3 separate regions of the Mus musculus genome follow, and regions 2 and 3 are each linked to region 1. The links are chromatin contacts, called in public promoter capture Hi-C maps. All regions are on one chromosome and are shown on one strand. The core of a region is the stretch at or near the end of the contact, and the rest is flanking DNA. Distances in the headings are between cores, read along the strand shown. Region 1 overlaps Map3k1 (mitogen-activated protein kinase kinase kinase 1). Region 2 has its middle 53 kb from the start of Gm15326. Region 3 has its middle 12 kb from the start of Gm15322.

The links. Capture Hi-C pulls out chosen DNA fragments and counts their contacts.
Region 2: a contact with region 1 is called in a promoter capture Hi-C map of pancreatic islet. The contact joins two enhancer-like sites. A contact is called at or near these places in 1 of 115 datasets of contacts at active chromatin or transcription factors (embryonic stem cells) and 2 of 9 other capture datasets (adipose tissue and pancreatic islet).
Region 3: a contact with region 1 is called in a promoter capture Hi-C map of pancreatic islet. The contact joins two enhancer-like sites. A contact is called at or near these places in 4 of 9 other capture datasets (adipose tissue, embryonic stem cells, liver and 1 more).

What each region holds. Positions count from the first base shown.
Region 1 is chr13:111,749,446-111,753,599 of GRCm38.p6, forward strand. It overlaps Map3k1 (mitogen-activated protein kinase kinase kinase 1), which reads right to left. Exons shown (of 20, transcript NM_011945.3): 17 at 2,920-3,051; 18 at 1,774-1,916; 19 at 998-1,129. Among named protein-coding and RNA genes, the nearest start is that of Map3k1, 57 kb to the right of the region's middle. Within about 2 kb of position 1,871, at least 2 of the 459 cell types and tissues checked have an H3K27ac peak or open chromatin away from gene starts, as enhancers often do. A contact at or near this core is called in pancreatic islet, where this site is marked.
Region 2 is chr13:111,918,782-111,922,924 of GRCm38.p6, forward strand. No RefSeq gene overlaps it. Among named protein-coding and RNA genes, the nearest start is that of Gm15326, 53 kb to the left of the region's middle. Within about 2 kb of position 2,445, at least 5 of the 459 cell types and tissues checked have an H3K27ac peak or open chromatin away from gene starts, as enhancers often do. A contact at or near this core is called in pancreatic islet, where this site is marked.
Region 3 is chr13:111,980,862-111,984,688 of GRCm38.p6, forward strand. No RefSeq gene overlaps it. Among named protein-coding and RNA genes, the nearest start is that of Gm15322, 12 kb to the right of the region's middle. Within about 2 kb of position 2,375, at least 85 of the 459 cell types and tissues checked have an H3K27ac peak or open chromatin away from gene starts, as enhancers often do. A contact at or near this core is called in pancreatic islet, where this site is marked.

The sequences.
Region 1 (4,154 bases), core at 621-3,120:
ATGATTATTAAAAAAATGCAAATTGATAGAAAAAAAAAGAAATCCTAAAAATCTCTGACACTGAGTGAATGCACACACCCATGATCCCTTTCTGTCTAGAGACAATGAGTGGACGCACTCACATCTTACAAAAGTGACACCCTTTTTCACCTTCTCAAGTGTAATCACTCACTGTTTTTGTTTTTCCTTTACAGGGAGAGGGGGAAAAAAAAAGCCAAACATTTCTGTTAAATACAGTTAGTTCAGGCTTTAAGTATTTTACCCACGGTGCAATGCCTGGTCCTGAGTTTGACCACACAGAATAAATTCCTTATAAGGAGCACAGAGAAGTCAAAAGGAGTGCACTTAAAAATGTGGGGAGTGGAGCAGGGCTTGGTGGGGCACGCCTGTGATTCCAGCACTCAGGAGGCAGACATAGGCAGATCTCTGTGTTTAAGGCCAGCCAGGACGATATAGAGACCCAGTCACCCCTCTCTCCCAAACGAAACAAATTAGGGAGTCAGCTCAGTGGCTGAGACCGCTTGCTGTGCAAGCCTGATGGTGGGCCTGAGCTGGGGTCCCAGACCCCGTGATCCCCACGTAGAAAGCCAGTAGTTCTACAGAGGGACCAGGTGCAGGAGAATGCCCTGGAGTAGAAGTCCTGGAGCAGTGTGGTGCAGTTCCACAAGATGAAGAGTGAGGACTGGCACCTCAGGCTGTCCTCTTATCTCCATGTGTCATGGCATGCACATACCCTCACATGCACACACACACACACACACACACACACACACACACACACACACACACACACACTTACTTGGTTCCAGGGAATCTGACCCCCTCTTCTGGCTTCTGCAGGCACCAGACATGCATGTGGTGCAGAGACAAACATGCAGGCTAAACATCCATGCACGTAACATGACATAAAAACAGACAAAGACTGGTAGGGACAACGCCTGAGAATCCAACTTCTGCCAATTTTACTACTAAACAGTAGTTGTCATATCATAATCACCTTAAATATCAAGGCGAGATGATTGGAGTGTTTTTCTGCATTCCAAGGTGGTTTTGCACAAGCCATTTCTATAATGGCGCAGCCAACACTCCATACATCACAGCTCCTACCATACTGCTGACCTCTTAGGACCTAAAAGAAAGCAGAGTTAATTTGGAAATGTGACTTACTGAAAAGAGGTCCATTTTTGATGTGTAAGTTCAGGGCAAACAGTGGTACAAACAACAATTACATGGATGGCTTGGCATCTCATTAACCAGCTTAATGTCCATGTGGCACTAAGATAAACATCCCAGGATTCAAAAGCAAACCCTCTTCTTAAACAATGGGGCGCGAGAGCAAATCCCCACTACACTGAACACGAAGAGCCACGAGCTCAGGCCGGGCCCTATTCAGAAGCGCATCCTGTGCTAAGATGTTGACAGACAGGGCCATCTCTGTGGCTTACCTCCCTTGGGAAGCAAGAGGTAACTTCTGTATATTTCTACCACAGGCACTAACAAGCTAACCCCACAATTCTGTGTTCAAGTAGCCTTTAAGCAATCTATAAAAACCTGTCTTTTATAATTTTGTTAAAAGACAGAAATGGGAGGGTTGGGAATAAGGGTCTGAAATGGGGGTGGGGTGGGGGGAGGTACTGTTAAAAACTAGTCTATAAGGTCATGAGCTTCCAATTACTAAGTGCACACTGGATCCTACTGTGAAATAGCCTGGCACAATGCTGCCATACGGACTCCACGACACTGTCCTTCTTTACACTCAAAGCCACTCCTCACCTCAGGCGCCATGAATGCAATTGTCCCCAGTAACTGTCCCTGGAACTCTCCTGCACCGGTTCCTTTTGATGCCAACCTGGCAGCAGCTCCAAAGTCTGCAATTCTCAGCCTCTGACCGGTGCTGTCAATGAGCAGGTTGGCACCTGTCAACAGAGACAGCAAATGACCCTGCGTGTTAGATCAATGAGGACATGCGAGAGTCCCAGTGAAGTGCTGCTAATGAACTAAGACAAAGTAGGTACAGCCATTGCCTCCCAGAAAGCTGCCCCCGCCTTCCTCTGCTCCATCTATGCAAGGGCACACTAGTCTCTCTAGTGTGGGTCTAACCTAAAGCCTCAGAAGGAAAGTCTGGAGATCAAAATCATCAGGCCATGGAGATAGAGGAATAAGCTTAAAGACCCCGGAAAGCCAGGATTCAAAACCCTTTAAGCAATGATTTCAGCTAAATCTAAGACTTCAAATTTTGGCTCAGTTTACATTTTAAGGCAAAGGCTTGTTGACTGATACTAACATAGGCCAATTCAAAAATATATGCTTATTTTATAATCACAGTTTAATTAAAGTTTGTATCACAACAGCACTTCAAAAACATTGTTAAATACTCAAGATATCCACAAAAGAAAATCCAGCCGGGCAGTGGTGGCGCACACCTTTAGTCCCAGCACTTAGGAGGCAGAGACAGGCGGATTTCTGAGTTCGAGGCTAGCCTGGTCTACAGAGTGAGTTCCAGGACAGTCAGGGCTACTCAGAGAGACCCTGTCTCCAACCCCCCCTCCCAAAAATCCAGGTTGCCTTTAATAAATAAAAATCAAAGCTGCAAGATCTGGCAGGATTTTCGTAAGTTTATGATACACAAATTATCTAAGAAAAAACCAAAAACAGGGGTCTTCTGTGGATACACTGTAAGCCAAGATGGGGGACGAGGAGGCCTCAGTCTTACACGTCCTGCCAAGTCACAGCCTTGTGGTACGGAACACGCTGTGCTAATGAGGACAGTAGAGCGACTCGTAAGGGTCCTTTTGGCTCTAATAATCATAGGGTTATTTAGTCCTAGACTTAGAAACCTGTGTTAGAAACCACCAAGGGTCAAGTTTTAAAATGACACTCGTTTTCTTGCCATCACTAGAAGACGGTTAGGATCCGTACCTTTGACGTCTCTGTGAATGATCTGGTTCTCGTGGAGATAGGAAAGGCCACGGAGTAACTGCTCAGTGTAGTTAATGACGACTGACTCCTTGAAAGCTCCGTATTTACTCAAGAGGTGAGCCACAGATCCTCCTGGAAGACAGGCAGAACCGTGAGCCCGGCTTCTTAACGCTCTAACTCCTCAGGCCTCGTATCAAATGGTACGCTCATAGCCCACGTCCGAAGTCCAACTGATTTCCTCTATCAAAACTGTACACTGTGGCCTCAGCATGGGACCGCTATCTTAGCCCAACTGATGAGCTTCGGGGTCAGAGAGAGACCGTATCCCAACAAAGGTGGAGAGTGACCGAGGTACACACTGTCTCAGACCTCTGACATCTGCACGCACACGGGCACACATTCATACTAGTAAGCACAAACATGATGCAAACATGAACTAGAGATGCACTCTCAAATCATACAAGCACTTAACAACTGGCTGGATAACCTAGGTGTCATAGCTGGAGTCACTGTTACATATATTAGTGAAGTGAATTCCATCTATGTTCAAGAAAATGAGGTTTAACTTTGTGTCCCAGTGCTGTTTTATCTTTAGTTACGTTTTCAAATTAAACATGAATGTATTTAGGTTTGCTTATTTATTTGAGACAGATTCTCACCTACTATGGCTCAGGCTGGGCTTGGACCAACCACCCTTCTGCCTCGGCCTCTCGAGTACACTGCCTGCAGGCCCAGGTCCTGCTTAGTAACTTTATTTTATATTGTTAGGAACATTTCTTACAGAAACATAATCTAGACAATTAGTGATGACTATTAAAGAGAAATATGGAACTTAAACAAGCCAGATTTTTTGGGGAAAAAAAATTCTACACGAAGCCCTAAAATCACTCTTTTTTTTTTTTTTTTAAAGACTTATTTATTATTATACATAAGTACACCGCAGCTGTCTTCAGATGTGCCAGAAGAGGGCATCAGATCTCATTATGGGTGGTTGTGAGCCACCATGTGGTTGCTGGGATTTGAACTCAGGACTTTCGGAAGAGCGGTCAAGTGCTCCTATCCACTGAGCCATCTCACCAGCCTCTAAAATCAGTCTTAAGAAGGGTTGCTGAGCTGGGGACCACAGCTCGGTGCCAGAGTACTTGCCTAGCATGGACAAGGTCTGGGCTCGATTCCAAGTACAACAAAACAAAACAGCAAGATGAAAAAATTTTAATATTTACTAGATTTAAAAT
Region 2 (4,143 bases), core at 1,195-3,694, 170 kb after region 1:
TGCATAGAACGGCCTGCTAAAGCAGTGGCTGAGCTCCGAAGGCCATGAGAGGATGTGATAGGGACCAACTGTGTCCCCTTAGAGTTAACTGGGAAGGCACCTAGCACCCGTTAGATTCCTTGTCTTCATGATTTACATAGCGGCAGATAGCGGCGGCAATCTGGTATCCTGGTTAGATCTATTGTCCTGTGTCAGGTGAGCCAGATCTGAATTCTGATTATATTACGTTTCCCCACCATATGTTTTAGGAAGATATTTGTCTTAGTCCATGTGGGATGCTGTAACAAAATACCTTCGACTACAGCGTATAGTCTCCCTCTCTGGAGTCACCGATGGCTGTACCAGCAGATTTGGTATCTTGTGAGGGCTGGTTCCTTCAGTTGAAAAGGGACAAGAGTGTGCACTGGGATTTCTTGTTTTCTTTCCCTTCCTCCTCTTGCTTTTCCCTCCCCTGGTTCACAATCTCCATGCTTTCACTATGTAGCCCTGGAAAGCCTCAAACTCACTATGCAGTCCAAGCTATCTGAAGCTTAAGATGGGATTTGTACTTCAGTCCCAGTGCTGCAATTACCAGCACTGGCTTCCTCAGGCTGATTTTCTTTCTTTCTTTCTTTTTTTTTTTTTTCTTTTGCGAGACAGGGTTTCTCTGTATAGCCCTTTTGTAGACCAGGCTGGCCTCGAACTCAGAAATCCGCCTGCCTCTGCCTCCCAAGTGCTGGGATTAAAGGTGTGCGCCACCACCGCCTGGCTCAGGCTGGTTTTCTGATGTAACTAATCCTCTTCAGTGTAGCCTCCCCTCCCCAGCCTGAAACCTGTTTGCTCAGGTTTCACTGTTTGCATAGGGGTGGAGCTTGCCGCTCAATCGTTCTGCCACGCCCACTGCTGGAGCCTGCCCCCTTGCTGTTCTGGAGACATACACGTGGTCACCGAGCAACTGGACTCCAAGATTATTTGGCGGGAATTAGCCCCTTCCCCTGCTTCATAACTGAGTGTCGGAAATAGTAAAATTGAGCTTTGATCAGAATTCTGTCTTAGCTACATCTTTCTCTCGCCCGCCTAGCTCTCTCTTCTCCTCCAGGTTTCCAAGATGCCTTTCCAGACTAGAACCCAGACATGTGAGCCACTGGCCAGATACAACTCTTCAGGAGGTGCTGTGCTCTCAGCACTCAGTCACGCCTTTAACAGCCCCCACCTCTCAATCTATCACATTGAGTGTTAGGTTCAAACATTTGCATTTTGAGGAGATATCCTCTTTGGGGCAACCATAACTTAACTACACTAAGCCTCAGTTTTGCCATCTGTAAAGTATGACTAAAAGCTTCTTGAAGATGTTAGGATGGACTGTACCAACCAGGCAGAGCACTCAGCACTGTGGCAATGATAATAAGCTAGCAGATATGGCTTCTCCAGAGTAATATCGCAGAGCAACGATCTGGGGGAAATCACTGCCATCTAACAGTTTGGTCAAAGTCCCAAATGAGTTCAGTCTAATATGTCAGTGTTGGAAGGCATGAGTGGCCTTCTCTGGTGACATGGAAGTAACCTTTTTTTTTCCTCCACTCAACTATGATTTTGGTAGACTGTAGAAGACGGACAAATGATGCTTATTGTGTTTCATTCTTACTTTCCTCAGGAGGCTGTTTGAGTTTGTTGTCTATGATTCCTTCCAGAGATCACGTCCCTTTGTGTTCTAAAGCACTGCCCTGAGGTGGGGCATTGGGCTCCTGAGTCTAACTTCCTGAGTCACCCTGGCAGTGGGGGGATAGCTGTAGCTCGAGGAGATGCTATTGGTATAATCATAGATTAGAAATAGATCAAGGTATTTCTAACAATGTTTGTTATGTTTATTATAGAATAGCCATTTCCCTACAGTTTGCTGGGGAGGGTAATGAACCTGGAGGATCTGATTAGGGAATGAGCAATCTGACAGACTTTTTTTTTTTTTTTTTTTTTTAATGTCACTAATATCTTTTGGAAACATTAGACTGCGGTTGCAGGAAGTCAGTGATGGACATGACTAGTCAAGATTTGATTCTGAGTTTAGAGTACAGGCATTTCCTTACATCAGTAGTTTGCATAGTAGAAAAAAAATATGTGGATGTTTTAGTAACTAAACAGCAGGTTGGCATTATACAGCTGTTTTGGTTGCAGTGAATTGACAAGGAATTGGACCCCTGGGAGGAAGAGAGGAGTTAGGGCCCCACAAAGCCCAGGTAGATGTTGTTAAATGTTTGCTTAGTGAGCTGCTCTGAAGTTTGGCTTATGTCTCTTCACTCTTGGTAAAGCATGGATGTTCAGGAATCAGAATTCCCTGATAAAGGGCAAAGGGGATAAAGCAGACTATGAGACTAGCAAGTTTATCCATTGTCATCTCTGATCAATGGCTATATACATTTGGGGTTGGGTGATAATTCATAATTACAAGGTTTCTATATTGTCTATTCAAGCTTGACATTCTAATTTTAGCCCAAGTCTTTCCACTGTGACTAAAGCAACTAGTTCAGTATTTCAATTCTAGATAAAACAGGTTGTTTTTAGGAGTCTGGTGTCACGTTGTAATACAAGAGTGATAAAGACTGATACTGTGGGGTGCTTCTTGAACTGAGTTCCAAATTGGTATGAGAACATCCACCTACCGCCTGTGTTTGCTCTGCAGATTTTACCCTGTGTCCTTTGTTACCTCCCCGTGATGCTAAAGTTTAATGGTGATTTGACCTGGATTCTGGTTTTGAGAGTGATCATTTTCCATTAAGTAGACACTGAGGGTATTTTTAGCATCTGTGTACTGTTTGCCTGAAGCAAAACAGAAAAGGATAATATATTGATGTAACAAACTCAGTCACTGTGGCTGTTAGGATGGAGTTTATTTTTGGGTAAGGAAATTATGGAGGAAGGGCAGTATAGAGCATAGTAGGTCTGAGAACCCACTATGAGCACTGTGATAGGAGGTGGATAAGGAAGTATAACAAAAGTTTCTGCTTTGTTTGACTGTGCTGGTCTTATGCCAACTTGACACACAAACTAGAGTTATCTTGAAAGGAGGGAGCCTTAATTGAGATAAGATGCAGCTGTAAGGCATTTTCTTAATTAGTGACTGACGGGAAGGGTCTAGCCCATTGTGGATTGGTGGTTCTAAGTTCTATAAGAAAGGAGGGTGAGAAAGCCAGGGGAAGCCAGCCAGTAAGCACCATCCCTTCATGGCCTCTGTACCAGCTCCTGCCTCCAGGATCCTGACGTGGACCCTGTCCTATCCTGACACCCTTCAATGATGACGAGTGATCTGGAAGAGTAAGCCAAAGAAACCTTTTACTTCCCTACTTACTTTTTGGTCATGGTGCTTTATCACAGCAATAGAAACCCTAAGTTAGACAATGACCTTCGGGCCTGGTTAGGGAGGCACTGTGTGTGTGTCAGAAGCAGACAGGTCTCTGTGACTTGCTCTGTGAATAGCATCTGAGTGAATGATGCATAAATAAGGTTCTAGAAAATCAAAGGCAGGAGCATCTCACAGGAACTGCAGGGCTTAAGTAGCCCTATAAAGGATGAGCAGACCACAAGAAGACCAGGGAACAAATTGCCTACGGTTGCTTTTTAAAGCTTAGTATCGTCTGGAAACCTCACCAAATGAATTCACTCCTTTGGAAGTGTCCAGCAAGTCTAATCTTGGTCACAGGGTTGTTTTCTGTTATTGTGGTTGTTGTTGTTTTCCCAAGAGGAAAACAGTCCCTCCACTTCTTTTGCTTTACCTGATAATAGCATCATCTCCACACAGCTGAGGACTCGGGTTCCTTTGGAGGTTTTTGTTTACACTGCCCTACAGATAGAGTGGGAAATTGGAACTATTGCCCTGTGCTTGACAGAAGGATCCTCCCTTTCCAGAAGCTAGTTCTTTTAGAAACGATGCTATTTTTTTTTTTTTTTTGTTACTCTTGGGTAGAAAACTACACGCAGATGGTGTCTTGGAGAGTGATAGTATGTTTATCTGGAGAGAAGCTGTCCATGAGGCTAACATCAAATTATTGCTGTGTCTCAGTTAGGGTTTTACTGCTGTGAACAGACACCATGACCAAGGCAACTCTTATAAAGGATACCAGTTAATTGGGGCTGGCTTACAGGTTCAGAGGTTCAGTCCATTATCATCAA
Region 3 (3,827 bases), core at 1,125-3,624, 230 kb after region 1:
TGGCGAGAGCCTCGGTTAGGAATCAAGGATTTGACTCTATATTTCATCAGTCTCCCTTCCATCTTAAAGACTGAAGAGTGAGGAAGCAAGACACATAAAAAGATTCCGGTAGAAACAAGATGGCGGCCATAGTTGCATCTCACGGATCTAGTGAGACCTGCACGCACCAGGACTGGATATTCTGGTAAGTGAGAAATGCAAACAAATAAGGGGGTGTTGGTGATAATAGGAGTTCCTCAAGACAAGGGCCCAAGATCTTTGCCTATGAGGTGTTCCTCGTGTCTGCTACATCCTTACTTACCAAGCACCTGTTAGTATCCTGAAACAGGCAGGGGAGCAGACTGGGCTGTCTTTACCCCACTCTATATGAACTGTAGTCACGCAGCTGACCTGGGAAGCTATCACAGAGGCTGTAAACATTGAACAAAGATCTGAAGAGTCAGGGCTTAGGTGATCAGAGTCCATAGATGAGGTAACAGAGTGATGTAGGCTGGAGAGATGGCTCAGAGTAAGACACTTGTCATGCAGGCCTGACCACCTGAGTTTGATTCCTGGATCCCACAGTGGAAAAATGTGTGTATGCACATATGTGTGTTATCCTTATAATCTCTATAAGACTGTATATAACCATATATGTATGTATGTGTCCTTATACATACATATATATATGCATATCCTTATATATATTTGACCACATATGACCAGACACAGGGCCAGACTTCTAGGAATGTCACCAACTTGGTCATCAGATGGAGCCCCATGCTTTGCGGTTTCCAGCTGTGGGATGAATTCTTTGCTGCCTCCGCCATCTTGGAATTCTCTTCCCTTTTCAAATAGCAGGCTCTGAATTTGTGTTTTGCACCGTCTAACAGTGTGGAGGGTCCTGACTAGGTGGTTTATTTCATTTATGCAAGTTTAGAGTATATTAGTGTTAGGAGAGTAATTCAAGCACTAGAGAAGGTGAGGAATTATGGGTATTAAACTGGCGAACTTGCTGGAGAAGGCAGGAGAGAAAAGGAAATCTTTTCCTTATACATCAGCTGACTTTAAAAAAAATCCTTAATTTGGTAAAAAAAAAATAGGAGGAAAAAGAACAGCGAACTATCAATTTTTGGCTCTGTTCATGTTAAAAGGTATAGGAAGAGCAGAAAAGCAACTGAGCTAATTTATCGTTTGTTCGATGTTCAACCATAAGTAGCTCAGATCTCTTGGGTTTCTGAGCACATCAGGGGAATCGCATAGGCTAAAAACTAAGGAGCACGGAAGGAGTAAATGTAATATCACTACCAAATAAGCCTTTTGATCAAGGTACAAGAAAAGGCAGTTTTACAGATTTATTCAGATTTGGGGGCTCCCAGGGACAGGGAAGCTATTCTTTTATTTTCAATTTAAAGGCAGTGCTTTCTGTTTGAAAACTTATTTAAGGAAGGGTTTGCTGATGACAGCGTTGAAGATGATGAAGGTAATGATGGTGGTGGTGATGATGACTTAAAGAGGATCGGCTTCTGAGCTGAGTGGTAGATGTCACTTGCCGAGTGTTCTCTGTGAGCCAGGCACAGTTAAGTAAGCCTTAAAACATTCCTGAGGAGGGTCCCAGAATCCTTAACATGAAGAATGAAGAGAGAGAGGAATACACAGTGCAAGGATTTGCCCCAAGATGCATAGAGTGTATCAGCTGGTATTGGCCTTGAACCTGCAGCCTGGCTCCCTACCTAATCCCTTCCCTGAGCTGCTTTGATTCTCAAGATCCTCCAGAAGATGCTGCCCCGACCCCCAAAGATGAAAACCTACAAGAGAAAGGGTTCCTATGGTTTCAGCTCTCAGAGCTGACCTTTTCAGCCTTCTATGCCCTACCAATGCTTTTATTCCAGACAGCTCAGGGATAGGGAAGGGGGTGGGGGTGGGGGGTGAGTATCGGGGTCGGGAGGGGTTATAAACTTGGGTGTTAGCTGATGTGGACTCAGGAGATGATGAGAAAATTGGAAGAAGGTGAGCCAGGACTAAATAGAAATGTGAGATGCTGTAGTGATCCCCCTCCACAAAGCTGCCCTTCTTGTGCAGAGAGAGAAGACAGCAGCTGGCCTGTCAGGGCTCTCCAGTGGGGAGGCAGGAAGCAGTATTTGCATCTAAACTGCTGTGACCCATCACAAAAAAATTAGAGCCCCTACTTCTAGGTTCCTGAGCACCTACCATTCACATGTGTGTTAGGGCAGTGAGCTTGGTGGTCTAGGCCTTTTTAAAATCAGGTACCGCCCTTTAAATGTGTGGACAGAGCACTTCTATTGAGTTTTCTGTTGACTATTGCTTTGCTCTATAGTTCAAGCCAGTTCTATATTAAGTAACAGGTATTGAATTTCGCTCAGTTTCATTTTAGGTTATCTTCTCCCTTATCTGTGCGCCTCTGAACTTCCAGGAGGTAGTCAGCTTGTAAGATGTGTGCCTTTGCCTGGACCGTTGACTTAGTCTCTTCAGGTGTGAGCAGTAATTGGCAGTCAACAGAGCTTTTAACCATGAAGGGAGCGAAGGAAAACAAATTTGAATCAATGTCGATGGCAAATGTCCTTGAGTGCAGGCTCTGTAGAAGGCCTAGGGAGACACTGGCTCTCCCTTCTGAGGTTTGCAGCCCTAAAATGGAGATGCTTTCTGGGGTGGCTGGGTGCCATTTCACCTAGCAACCCATGCCTGCAACTTGCAATCTTGTCCTCCTGAAGGACAATTCTGTCTCCTCCTGGAGATTGGTTTGTTTACTGTACAAAGAAATCAGGTGAACAGTTTGCTAAAACTAATAATTTGTTTTGGTTGAGGTTTCCGGAAGCAAACCCTGAGATGAGGGTGTCTAGGCAAGCGATTCCGTAGCAAAGCACTCTGGGAAGAAACAGTTAAGGCACTGGGGTGCTAGATGGCTCAGGGGAGAAAAAGAACGATGGGAAATCTCAGGTAAGTGCCATTGGTCGCTGAATTTGCAGACAATTATGAAACGTACTTTGCACTGTAGCCTGGGTCACCTCAGCAGAGAGAGACAGGGGGCTAGGTTTCCATCACACTGCACCGTGATTTGTCTCTGATTTTTAACCCAACTGGGTGAGAATAAGACCATTACCACAATTTGGATTTAAGCCAAATTTGAAGCAAGCTTTATTAAATATTAGACAGAATGATGGGCTCTTGCCAGATCCATCCCATTTCCAGAGAGTGGCCTCAATTACGTTAGCCAGGTTTATAAAGGCGACACCCACGGGCTGTGTACTTTCCACCTTCATCCAATCCGGGCAAGCATGTATCCTGACATACTTCCTGCCTACGTACAACCTACCCTCCTGCCCACTGTGATGAAGCACGTCCTGTGCAGTTGGGGCAACCAACCTTGTTTACAGAAGTGAAAACGTGCTGCTTGTTGTCTGGCATGAGCAACAGCTCCCAGCATTCTAGAATCTTATCTCTCCCTGGGCAAGTGGGGCTTACAGGTTAGAGGCGTTTTTGTTTTATAGATCTCTTCATCACAGTAAAGTCAACTTACAGCATAACTTTAGTCGTCACGTGACATCTGCTTGCTGTGAATGCAGAGTCCCAGGTGTTTCCTGCCTTGGATGCTCCCAGCCCGCACAACCCTGACAACTCAGGGCCAGCTACTTCAGAAGGCTTCAGTAAGGAGCTAGCATTGATTATGGACAGATGCTGCCATGGCAACTCTACTGTGTAGTTCCACTTCTGGCTTTGGAGAGAGTTGGCTCCTCAGCACAAGGGATCAGTGAAGAAGTCCTGCATGCACTGACTGATTCAGATCATGAACATTAAGTGTGCTCAAAATGCTGGGGTGCCTTTAGAAT